2 separate regions of the Gossypium hirsutum genome follow, and region 1 is linked to region 2. Evidence: chromatin contacts called from public Hi-C data. All regions are on one chromosome and are shown on one strand. The core of a region is the stretch at or near the end of the contact, and the rest is flanking DNA. Distances in the headings are between cores, read along the strand shown.

Evidence for each region. A called contact is a pair of places that touch in the nucleus more often than the background predicts.
Region 1: a contact with region 2 is called in a Hi-C map of leaf, with 4 times the contacts expected there. The contact joins the promoter of LOC107913679 here to the promoter of LOC107913683 in region 2. A contact is called at or near these places in 4 of 34 Hi-C or Micro-C datasets (callus, hypocotyl and leaf).

Annotation. Positions count from the first base shown.
Region 1 is chrD11:38,453,157-38,458,221 of Gossypium_hirsutum_v2.1, forward strand. LOC107913679 (protein CELLULOSE SYNTHASE INTERACTIVE 1) reads right to left here and starts at 1,942. Exons shown (of 8, transcript XM_016842336.2): 1 at 1,499-1,942; 2 at 1,161-1,331; 3 at 227-300. The coding sequence starts at 1,163.
Region 2 is chrD11:38,286,629-38,292,069 of Gossypium_hirsutum_v2.1, forward strand. It overlaps LOC107913683 (fasciclin-like arabinogalactan protein 21), which reads right to left and starts at 1,998. Exons shown (of 1, transcript XM_016842339.2): 1 at 311-1,998. The coding sequence starts at 1,937. The coding sequence ends at 609.

The sequences.
Region 1 (5,065 bases), core at 692-3,191, 170 kb after region 2:
GCTGGTGGAAATTGGTACCAGTGCTCTTCTATCCCTCTCTCTCGTGCCAAGACCGCCATGTTCTAACTAAACAGTTAGCTAAACTTTATGCTGTTTGCAAATTTCAGACTGCTCTAAATCTAGTAAGCAGCTCCCTTCCCAGACTTCTCCACATTGTTCTAAACTCTTCAATGCAATGCACCTTGTGTCCTTGCATAAAGTATGCTACAATAAAGCTCACACTAACCTCAGACCCATTTTTATAACTGAATGTGGAGTTGGCGGCTCGGAATCTTGAAGTTTTGCATCCCCATTTTTGTCCTGCAACCATGAGAGACATAAAAAAGGTAATGATGTTAAAAATTCAAATTTATTCAATTGATTATAACAAGTCATCAACAGGTGAATGAAAGTAGCCATGTAAAAATAATAAAAACAAGCTATATGATTATAGTGAGAAGCTATACTTAAGAAAGGGTATGGAAATCATTAACAAGAAAGCATTGCAGAATTTAGTTCTGAAACAATCAAAAAATATTCCCAACTCGGCCGATTATTCTAGGGCTTAGAGAAAGTTGAAAGTAGACATGCAGCATTTCGTTCCTCTGTTCGTTGTTTTGGGGACAGAGATACTGGTAATTACCTGTCACATTCTAGTATGAGAAAATCAGAGAATACACATTGTCATATTGTTTCTCAGCATATGTCTCTGAACTAAACTCCATTGTTAATGGCAAACTTTTAGAGAAATGAAATGAACCGGTAGGTGTAGCATTAATGCACATTAATGACACAGTCACCTCAAAGTATATTATTTTGAAGAACGTATATTTGAAAATCACATATTAAATTTCGGAATAAGTGGCTCTTGATAAATTTCAAATAGAAGTGCTCTTCAGCCAACAAATTGGCAATAAAATTTCTGAGTGCCCATATCCAAATCTATTTTAGGTTTCATCATTGTTAGACCGCATTTCCTTATCGAAGAAAAGAAACAATCATTCTCCAATCTTATAGAAAACAAATTCTACTAAAAGGATGCATTTATTTATTAACAATGATGAAAATGAGATCAAAACACATCAACCACCTTAAACTTCATAAATGTATCATATCAATAAATTCACAAACCATATCCTTTAAATCATCCCAAAACTAAGCATGAAAATTTAGAAACACACCATATCATTAGCAGCAAGGCCGCTGCCATTGTTGGCAGCGAACCTCCAAGACACTGTCGCCGCCAGCTTTGCTTTTTATTGCAAAATTCGCTGAATCTTGAAAGAAAAAATAACAAACCTTAGCCCCTCGTCAGATCCAGCCGCTACGCGTCGTCAAAACATTAAAATCCCCTGCCAAAAAGTAAAAGAAATAAGTTAAATACGAATTTCTAAATAAAAAAAAGTCCGGATCAAGCAAAAATCATGATAATTCAACAAAAGACCTCAAAAGAACAATAAACAAATACATCTAATACTAGTAAACTGAAAGTTCAAAAAGGGGAAGAGCAAAATATCACATTTCCATCGCACTGATTTTGTATCATTTTCCATTAAAATGAACTGAAATTTTACCAAATTGAAAGTCGGTAGATAGCAGATCGAAGAGGGATTAAAGGAGAAAAAATGAGGAGCTTAGATTTGGAAGAAACGACACCGAATGATGAAAATAGAAATGTAGATGGAAAAAAGAAAGAGAAAGTGAAGGCAAGCCTTCAAGAGAGAGAAATGAAGGAAGAATGAGCTTAGTCTCCTTGATTTGGAGTGCTTCTATCTATCAATTTCGTAGAAGAGAAGCCAACGATGAGAGAAATATTAAAGACAGAGAGAGAGAAAGAGAAACTGATTTTCTTTTTTTTTAATTTTTTGGGTAATGCTTCTTCTACTTCTTGTCTTTCTGTTTTTACGTTTTTAATTTATTTTTTTTTTCTGTGAAAAGAAAAAAGAGCGAAGGTTGTGTTTTGTTTTCAGTTCACTCACAGCTCACACAGCCGACGCTTTAACTGGACCACCGACAACTTGAAAGCTCTGCTTCTCGGCTCAGCTTCTTCTGTTCTAAACTCGGCTTTTCTATTTAAAGATTTTTTTTTAAAAAAAAAGGTATACTTATGCTCCCATTTTATAATTATTTTACTTTTAATTTTTAATTTTTAATTTTTTATTTTTTATTTAATAACTAAACTTGAATGGATTTTAATTATCAAAATTAAAAGAATAAAAGTAGGTTGGGTACTCATCTTTCTCAACAAGAATTTGAGTGTAAATCATGATTTTACAAAAAAAAATTCAGCTTATAATTAATTTTTTTAAATAAAATTTTCAATAATTTATATATATTAATGCAGTAAACCTATTTAAAATATTTATATATTTATTAATTTGTTAGTATAAGAATTTGTATTGCATAAAATTTTTAAATGTGCTAATTATGTTATATTTTATTGTTGTTAACCTTTAATTATTTAAGACAAAAACTTTAAAATATTATTTTAAAATGAAAAAGACATAATAAGAAAACCATGCAGCTTCAGTTTAAGCAACCCAAGCGGCCAAGTAGGTAAGCCAGCATCTTTTTCTCTCTCTTAGTTGGCTGGAAATGGATACTCATTGGTTTGTTGTTGTTTTTCTTTTCCAAAATATTCATTGTCTTATTGGTAAACAGTAAGATACACCTAATTATAATTATTATTAATTTGTTCCTAATAATATTCCTTGTTATTCTGTTACTACCACAGCAGAAATTTTATTCCAATTACCAATATACCCTTTCCTGTTTACTTTTCTTTTTATATATTATTGAATAAAAACAATAAAAGAATAACACATTTATCAACTTTTCCTTTTTTGTAAGTAGTAGACTGTCAGATATTTAACCTTTTTTAAATTTATGATTAAAAATTAAAGGAAAATAAAACCATTTGGCTTGATCAGTAATTTACTAAACAATTGGGTATGGAAGAACAATCCTACTCTACTGTAATTAATTCATATTATTTAAGCTCAGCATATTGATTCTAATTTTTACACCAGAGGCAAATTCTATTGTACTATTTTTTTATATTACTAGTTTAGGTATAAATCTAAACATAAATATCAGAAAATAATTTTTTGGATAATATAATCAAATATATATTTATTAAATATATAATATATCATGTTTACGAATATATTTACTAAAAACAGTAATATCATATTAGAAATTCAAAATTCTTTTTTGGAAGACTCGAAGGAAAGTGAGAACTAACGTTGTAATCAAGAAAAAGGATAAAAGTAAAACAAAGGGCTTATGTGTGTTAGACATACTATCCCAAGTAAGTACAGCCACGCTCAACCATTTCGCCAATCTACAAGCGCATCACATCAAGTCATATTGTCCATCTAATAAAAAAAGATATTTACGTATCAATTGAATATCAACTCGATTGATATGAACATTGTTGTCCATGCATGAAGACGTGGATTTGAGTGCGCTGAAGCACATTATCCTCTTATTTTTGTGTTAGGGAGAGACTATGGGTAATTCTAGTTATTGTGCCAAAAAATGATCAGAACCTATAATGAGATTGTTTAAAAAAAAGATATTTACATTATGCGACTCGGGTGATAGGCTACCAATTAAGAGTGATAAGTAGCCTATGAACATCTCCATTAAATACATGTCTAAAGTCAGCGGAGTCAAGACAACAACTCCACCTATCAATCTATCTTTGTTTTCCAACAACACTAAGCTCTTCCATCTCTTAGAATATCTCTTACGACTCTTGGCCCGCTAGGTGAATAATCTCTCTAACCCCCTCCAATTTCATTCATAAACAATTGGTTCAGTGTGCATAGACAACACAACTTATTCCAACTATGATATCCTTACCAACAAAGAAGAACATCAAAGGTTGAATCTACAACCTCTACCTCAAACTCAAACAACCCTGGACCAAACCTGATTATCCTATCAACAATCGTAGCCTTAAGTTCATACAAGTCATCATTACGATTTGTACAACCCTTATAACCTACATTATCCTTACTACATGGCGTACTCGAACCACCTACCACTTAGGTACTATGTTGCTTATCTCAACTAGTAGTCATATCCCTCCCAAACCCACCCTTACTATTTCCTTAAGGATTAAACCTCTCAAAACACCAACACAAATTCTCAATCATTCAAAGAAATCCAAAAAGAAAATGAAAATCCTTGAAGAATATATCTTGACGCAACAATAACTCTACCAACAACAATAAGAAATCAATCTACACAATGAGAAAATCATTACAGAATTACAAGCAAACCAGAACCCCCAACTACGTGCCCCACAACCAGAAGTACAAAATGAAGAAATTGCCTAGTCATTTCCCTATAAGCAAATAAATCCAATTACATACCCACAATACCAACCACATATGTTGTACCCCCAATAGTTACTAGATGCAAGCCTTAAGAAAATAAACACAATCTTTCAATAAGTTAAAATTGATAAAGAGGGAATAAAATTACTTCAACAAACCTTTTACCCTAGAAATAGCAGTAGAATACATGTCTCCAACCTTTAAACTTCCCAAAGAGATATATGATGGTTAGAATGACAATTAGGACCACCTTTTTTAATACAATAGTTACAAGAATATTTTGAGTGCCTTTGATGCCTTAAAGTGTTGAGCTTTCCCCATGACACTCAACGACCATGAAAGGTCATGGTATCTAACTTATTCATGAATAGACTCCTCACTAACAAAATATTGCTACAAAGCCCAGTACAGTCACTTTCTATCAAAGAAAATAAGGGCGAGTCACTCAGGGAGTTTATTCATAGATTTAATGTAATAACACTATCACACCCCAAGTCTAGCGGATCTGAGATTAAGGCATGTAGTAGTGAAATTATCTATTTGGAGAAGTGTAATTCGCCTAATTGCTTTTGCTGGCGAATATGTGTGGGCGTATAGTAACCATTGTGTAAGTAAGGAAAGATTCTACTTCAAGTTATTCTGTTATTTAAAGAAAAAGAATGTATAAGAGATAAGGTAAGTATGGTATGAATTACCGTCAAATGTACAGAACGTCTTATTTGTTTGAGTACTGTGCTAGT
Region 2 (5,441 bases), core at 748-3,247:
TGCATAACGGACTAGTTATTGAAATAAATGATTAAATATATCGAGCACGGCATCTGGCCCAAGCCCCATTTTTGCAGATTGGACTCCAAAATGAAGAAATCCAAATGGGATAGACGGAGCCCAACCTAAAGCCCAAAACTCATCACGTTCCGGTATCGGTTATGAAATGGTTCCCGAATTAAGCTTATTTTAGCACTGGATGGAATTTTGACATAACCCACCCTACTCGCCCTATCTGAATTCCAATATATTCTACTAAGATTACCGCTATATGAATGTTATCTTTGCCGAACTAAAACAAATATACATAAAAAAAAAAAACGATTCCTCTGATATCTACTCATTTGCTAGCATGCAATCGTTCGCAAAGAGATGATTATCTCTTTTACAACAGTAACCTTTTTATTAATCCTTGCTAAAGTACTGGAACATAACAACCATTCATCTCCCCCCAAACAGACACCTCACAATCGAATTCTTTTAACCTAAAAACAGAGAGACTTATCAAAGTTTTACTCAGTAGACTAAACACAGATTCACCGTGAATTCCAAAGCTAGGAAAAAGAAGGCGTTCCTGCATTTCACTGTACATGCATCAGCAAAACCTTTCAAAGACCATGGTCATGGACATGGTGGTCTTCAAGTTCCAGCATGTGGGGCTTGAGCTGAGTCGCCACCTGATTCACCTGGCTCATTCCACAATTGCCTTGGCCTTGCTCATTCGAAGCTTCACAATCCCCATTTGTTCCTCCCACCGTCGACGTCTGATCTCCACCTAAAATGGCATCAGTCACCGCAGCCATAGGATGAAGATGTGGGAATGGCAGGTAAATGCTATGCACTATAACATTCAAATTCCTTATCATATCAGCAACCTTAATCGCCACATAGTTGATCCTCAATTGATTCTTCGTAACGCCTTCTCCCGCCGTCGTCACCACCAAACTCTGCCCTCTGTCCAATGTCGGCAGCGTGGTCCCCACTGGAAGTCTCTCCAGATCCGCAACAGTCAAAAACTGATTTGGCACGATATGGAATCTTACACTGTGGATGTAAGCGTACGAACCGGAGAAGATGGACACATCATCAAGACCAAAGATCGTGACATTGATGAGAGGAATGAGTTCGGCATATTTGACTTTCATAGCGAGTGAGAGAACGGAGAAGCCGTTATTTCTCAGCCGTAGCATGGCGTCTCGAAGCATGAATCGCATCAGAGCCACATTCTGTTGCTGCTTAAATTGGTTGTTTTGGCTCTGGCCGTGGTGGAACGGGAAAGAGAGTGACGTCATCCGTTCTACGTCACAAGAGAAAGGCGAGAGAGGTGAGATGTAGCCTTGGAGGCCGTGGATAATGAGTAGACCGTTGTTGAACAGATCTGGCTGAGTGATTTCAACTCCGCCGATGAAGATCTTGTGAACGGTGAAGTTTTTCTGGTTGTTAGCGGTGGAGGTAACGGTTAAGCAACGGCCGGGGCTGAGAGTTTCGACTTTGGTACCGAAGGTGAGTTTCCGGAGGTAATCGTTGGTGAAGAGGCCAGGAACCATGTGTTCACGGAGGAGGGAAGGAGTAGAGCAAGAAACACACGAGCGGACAGAGGAATCAGAGGGAGCAAAGATAGTGTACGGACCAGACCAAGCAGCGGCGGAGGTAGAGTCACTGAAGAGGGAGGGAGCGGCGGTGGCTAGCTCGTTGAAGCCGAGATGAGACAGGATTGGTGCAAGGAGTGAAGTGTGGGGGAGGAGCGAGTGGTCGGCGTGATCTTGAGGTGGTTGAGGTGAAGGTGAGATTGTGAAGAAGGGTGATTGTTGTGGAGCGCTGATGGTGGCAGTGGAAGCGGTGGAGGTGGAGGTGAGAAATTGGTCGAAAGTGGTGTGGGAGACGGAGAGGAAGGAGAGAGCGAGGAAGATGATGAGAGTGAGAGAGGGAATAGCCATTTTTCAAAGAGGGAGTTTGTTTGGAGGATTCTTGGAAAGAGATAGGAAAATGATAGAGAGATGGAGAAAGCAGATGGATATGTATTTATAAGGGAGGCGCGTGGGAATTGGGGAATGAAGAGGCTGACACCAACCGTTTTAGGGGGTTTGTTAGGAGTGTCCTTCAAATAAATTTTGTGATTTCTGTTATTTTTGGCGGGAACCAAGAAACGACTTTTGGGTGCGTTTTCAGATTCATTTACGAACTCGGTTATAACTAAATTCGTCATCAATTCATTTCTGCTGATCAGACGGTCCAAAACTTGCTATGCTGATTCCCAGTTACTCACTGTTGTATTTCATTTCCAACACCTTACTTTAATCAAATGCCCAAATTGCCCCACTGTAACACGTGTTTCTAAAAATTAAAATCTTAATTATAAAAATTAAATATCTTTTGCTGAGCTACCTCGTATGGATTGGATGGCAACCGGGGGGCAATCTTTCTCCAACTCCACTCAATCCTCACTCTTAAAAAATTATTTGTTTTGAACACGATTTCATAATTTATTCAAAGATTCAATTTCAACTCTAATCCAACACCATTCAATTTTTTATTTTTATTTTAAAATAAATAAAATTACATTTTTAATTGTTTTTTCTTATTTCGAGCAAATAAGGTTTTTTTTTTATGTTTAAACTTAAAACTTAAAATATTATTTATTTATATATTTATTATTTATTAAAGAAAATTTTTAATATATATTTATATATATCAAGAGTATTTTTATAAATATCACGGTATAGGCAGAACAAATTTTTTTAAAATCTAACACTAATCTAATTATTACTTTTAATTTAACTCAACCTGAAAATAATTTTTTTAAAATAAAATCCACGAGTTGGAACTCATCATATTCAGGATATTTTTACCTCCCTACTCACAGTTCACAAGCCTGCAAATATTTATTTCAACCTTTTTCTAACCAAAAAAAAAAAATTGTAAGATCTCATCAAATTTAATCAATAAATGAGTTATAATTTATAGAGTTTAGGCTTAATTCTTTCTCAAATTTACAGAAATGGTGACGTAGAGAAAAACAAATTAATATTTAAAGATGTAATGCAAAAACAAAAATCAACAATAATGTATGAAATTAATATTCCTCAATCACGTTTTAGTATTGTATTATTCATGTTTAGGTCTTATAAATCTCTAATTTTATCATGCCAATTGTTATATATGAATTTTGTATGTTTTCCTTTCGTTTGGATTTGGACACCCATTTGCAATAAATTTAACATTACTCATTATTTTGCCTTTCATTTTACCAATGTGAGGTTGGTGGCTCTCTTTTTAAAGAAAGACGATTTTGAATTTATGATTTCATTTTGATCTGTATATCAGACCATCCAACAATGATAATGTAAGTTGATTTCTTAATTTAGCAAATGCTCATTTGTTGTTAGCATAATATTGCATTGGTATTAGGGTTAGGTTATTGGTTCGGTTTTTGATAAACTATATATGAGTTCAAAATTTAGATTGTAAGTTTAAATCTTGGGTGATAATGTTAATATCTAATTTTGAAACATGTCTAAAAAATTTAGAGATTATGATCATATAATTTGTATTACTGACGTGTTAGGTTTTTTTAATGGATCCAAAATTTTGCAATGAGTATATATATTTTTAGGGTATTCAAACGGTCGGTTTGATTAATATTTGAATTAAATTACGGTTAATCGAATTAATCGAAATCATAAAAATCTTAACGTTAACCGAATCGAAACCTTTTCAAAATCTTTTAACCGGCCGGGATAAATTCGATTAATTTGGACAGCTAACCAAATTAATTAAAATTTTTACATGTTTTTTTGTTTTGTTCAAATAAATATGAAACATGAAAACATACAATTGCAATGTTATTTTTCTTGTTTTTAATTAAAAAAGAAGAAGCAAAAACAATAAATAACACAATAACATCTGAAAAAATAGAACGTCGGTAATGACAATGTATCGCAAAGAAAAAGAGAGAAAAATAAAAAACACACAAATTTTATGTGAAAACCTTTCGGGGAAAAAAATCACGGGAAGAGGAGAAGATAATTCACTATGTCGAATTTGAATGATTACAAGAGGAGTAGACTATGTCTATTTATATGCTTGTTAAACCATATTCTAATAGGAGTACTGTAATAAGATTGAAACACCTTATTCTAATCAATATCAAATAGATGGAGCTTAATAAGGTTTAAAAAACCTTATTCTAAAATAAAATAAAAGAAATGTAGTTCTATATGGATTTTACTTTTATTTTATCTTACCAATATATTTTATTTAAATAAGGATTCGGGTCACTTAATTCTAACAATCTCCACCTTGACACGAATTCTCAATGAACAAGTTCTTCATCGGAAACTCTCAACGAACAAGTTCTCCACCTCTTCCATAAAACCCCTTAAGGGTTTAACTTCAACAATGAACACCAACCAAGTCTAAGTAATGTTCAAACTTGGTTATAGGAAGTGACTTAGTTATCATATCTGCAGGATTTTTATGAACACTAATTTTGCTCACAACAATATCACCACGATCAATAATATCATGAACAAAATGATACTGAACATCAACGTGTTTTGTTCTCTCATGAAACATTTGATCTTTTGCAAGGAAGATGGCACTCTGACTGTCACAAAATACTGTATTGATTTGAAGGTCTTCATTGAGTTCACTAAAGAGTCCCTTCAACCAAATGACTTCTTTACATGCCTCAGTAATCGCCACATATTCAGCTTCAGTGGTAGACAAAACAATTGTAGTTTACAAAGTGGCTTTCCAACTGATTGCACAACCTCCGATTGTAAAGACATAATCTGTGAGAGATTTTCTTCTATCAAGGTCTTCAGCAAAATCAGCATCAACATACGCAATGAATCCATCTCTAGGTCTTCCAAACTGTAAGAAAACATTAGTAGTACCTCGTAAGTATCTTAAAATCCACTGAGCTACTTTCTAATATTCTTTACTGGGTCCGCCAAGCTGCATATGATAAATCTGAACTTGAACAAACCATAGCATACATGAGAGAACCCACTGCACTAGAGTATGAAACATGTGACATGTACTCAACCTCATCATCTGCTTATGGAGACAAAGCCAATGAAAGTCTGAAATGGGCTGCTAAAGGAGTACTAACAAGCTTAGCACTCTGCATATTGAACCTGCAAAGAACTTTCTCAATGTACCCCTTTTGACTTAGGTACAATTTACTTGATTTTCTATCTCTGAGAATTTCCATACCAAATATCTTCTTTGCTGGTCCCAAATCTTTCATCTCAAAATTTTCACTTAGTTAGGCTTTGACCTTTCTTATCTCTCTTTTATCTTTCGTTGCTATCAACATGTCATCAACATAAAGGAGTAGATACACAAAAGAACCATCACTGTTTTTCTTAAAGTAAACACAACTGTTAAAGCTACTTCTTTTGAAATCATGAGAAGTCATAAAGGAATCAAACCTC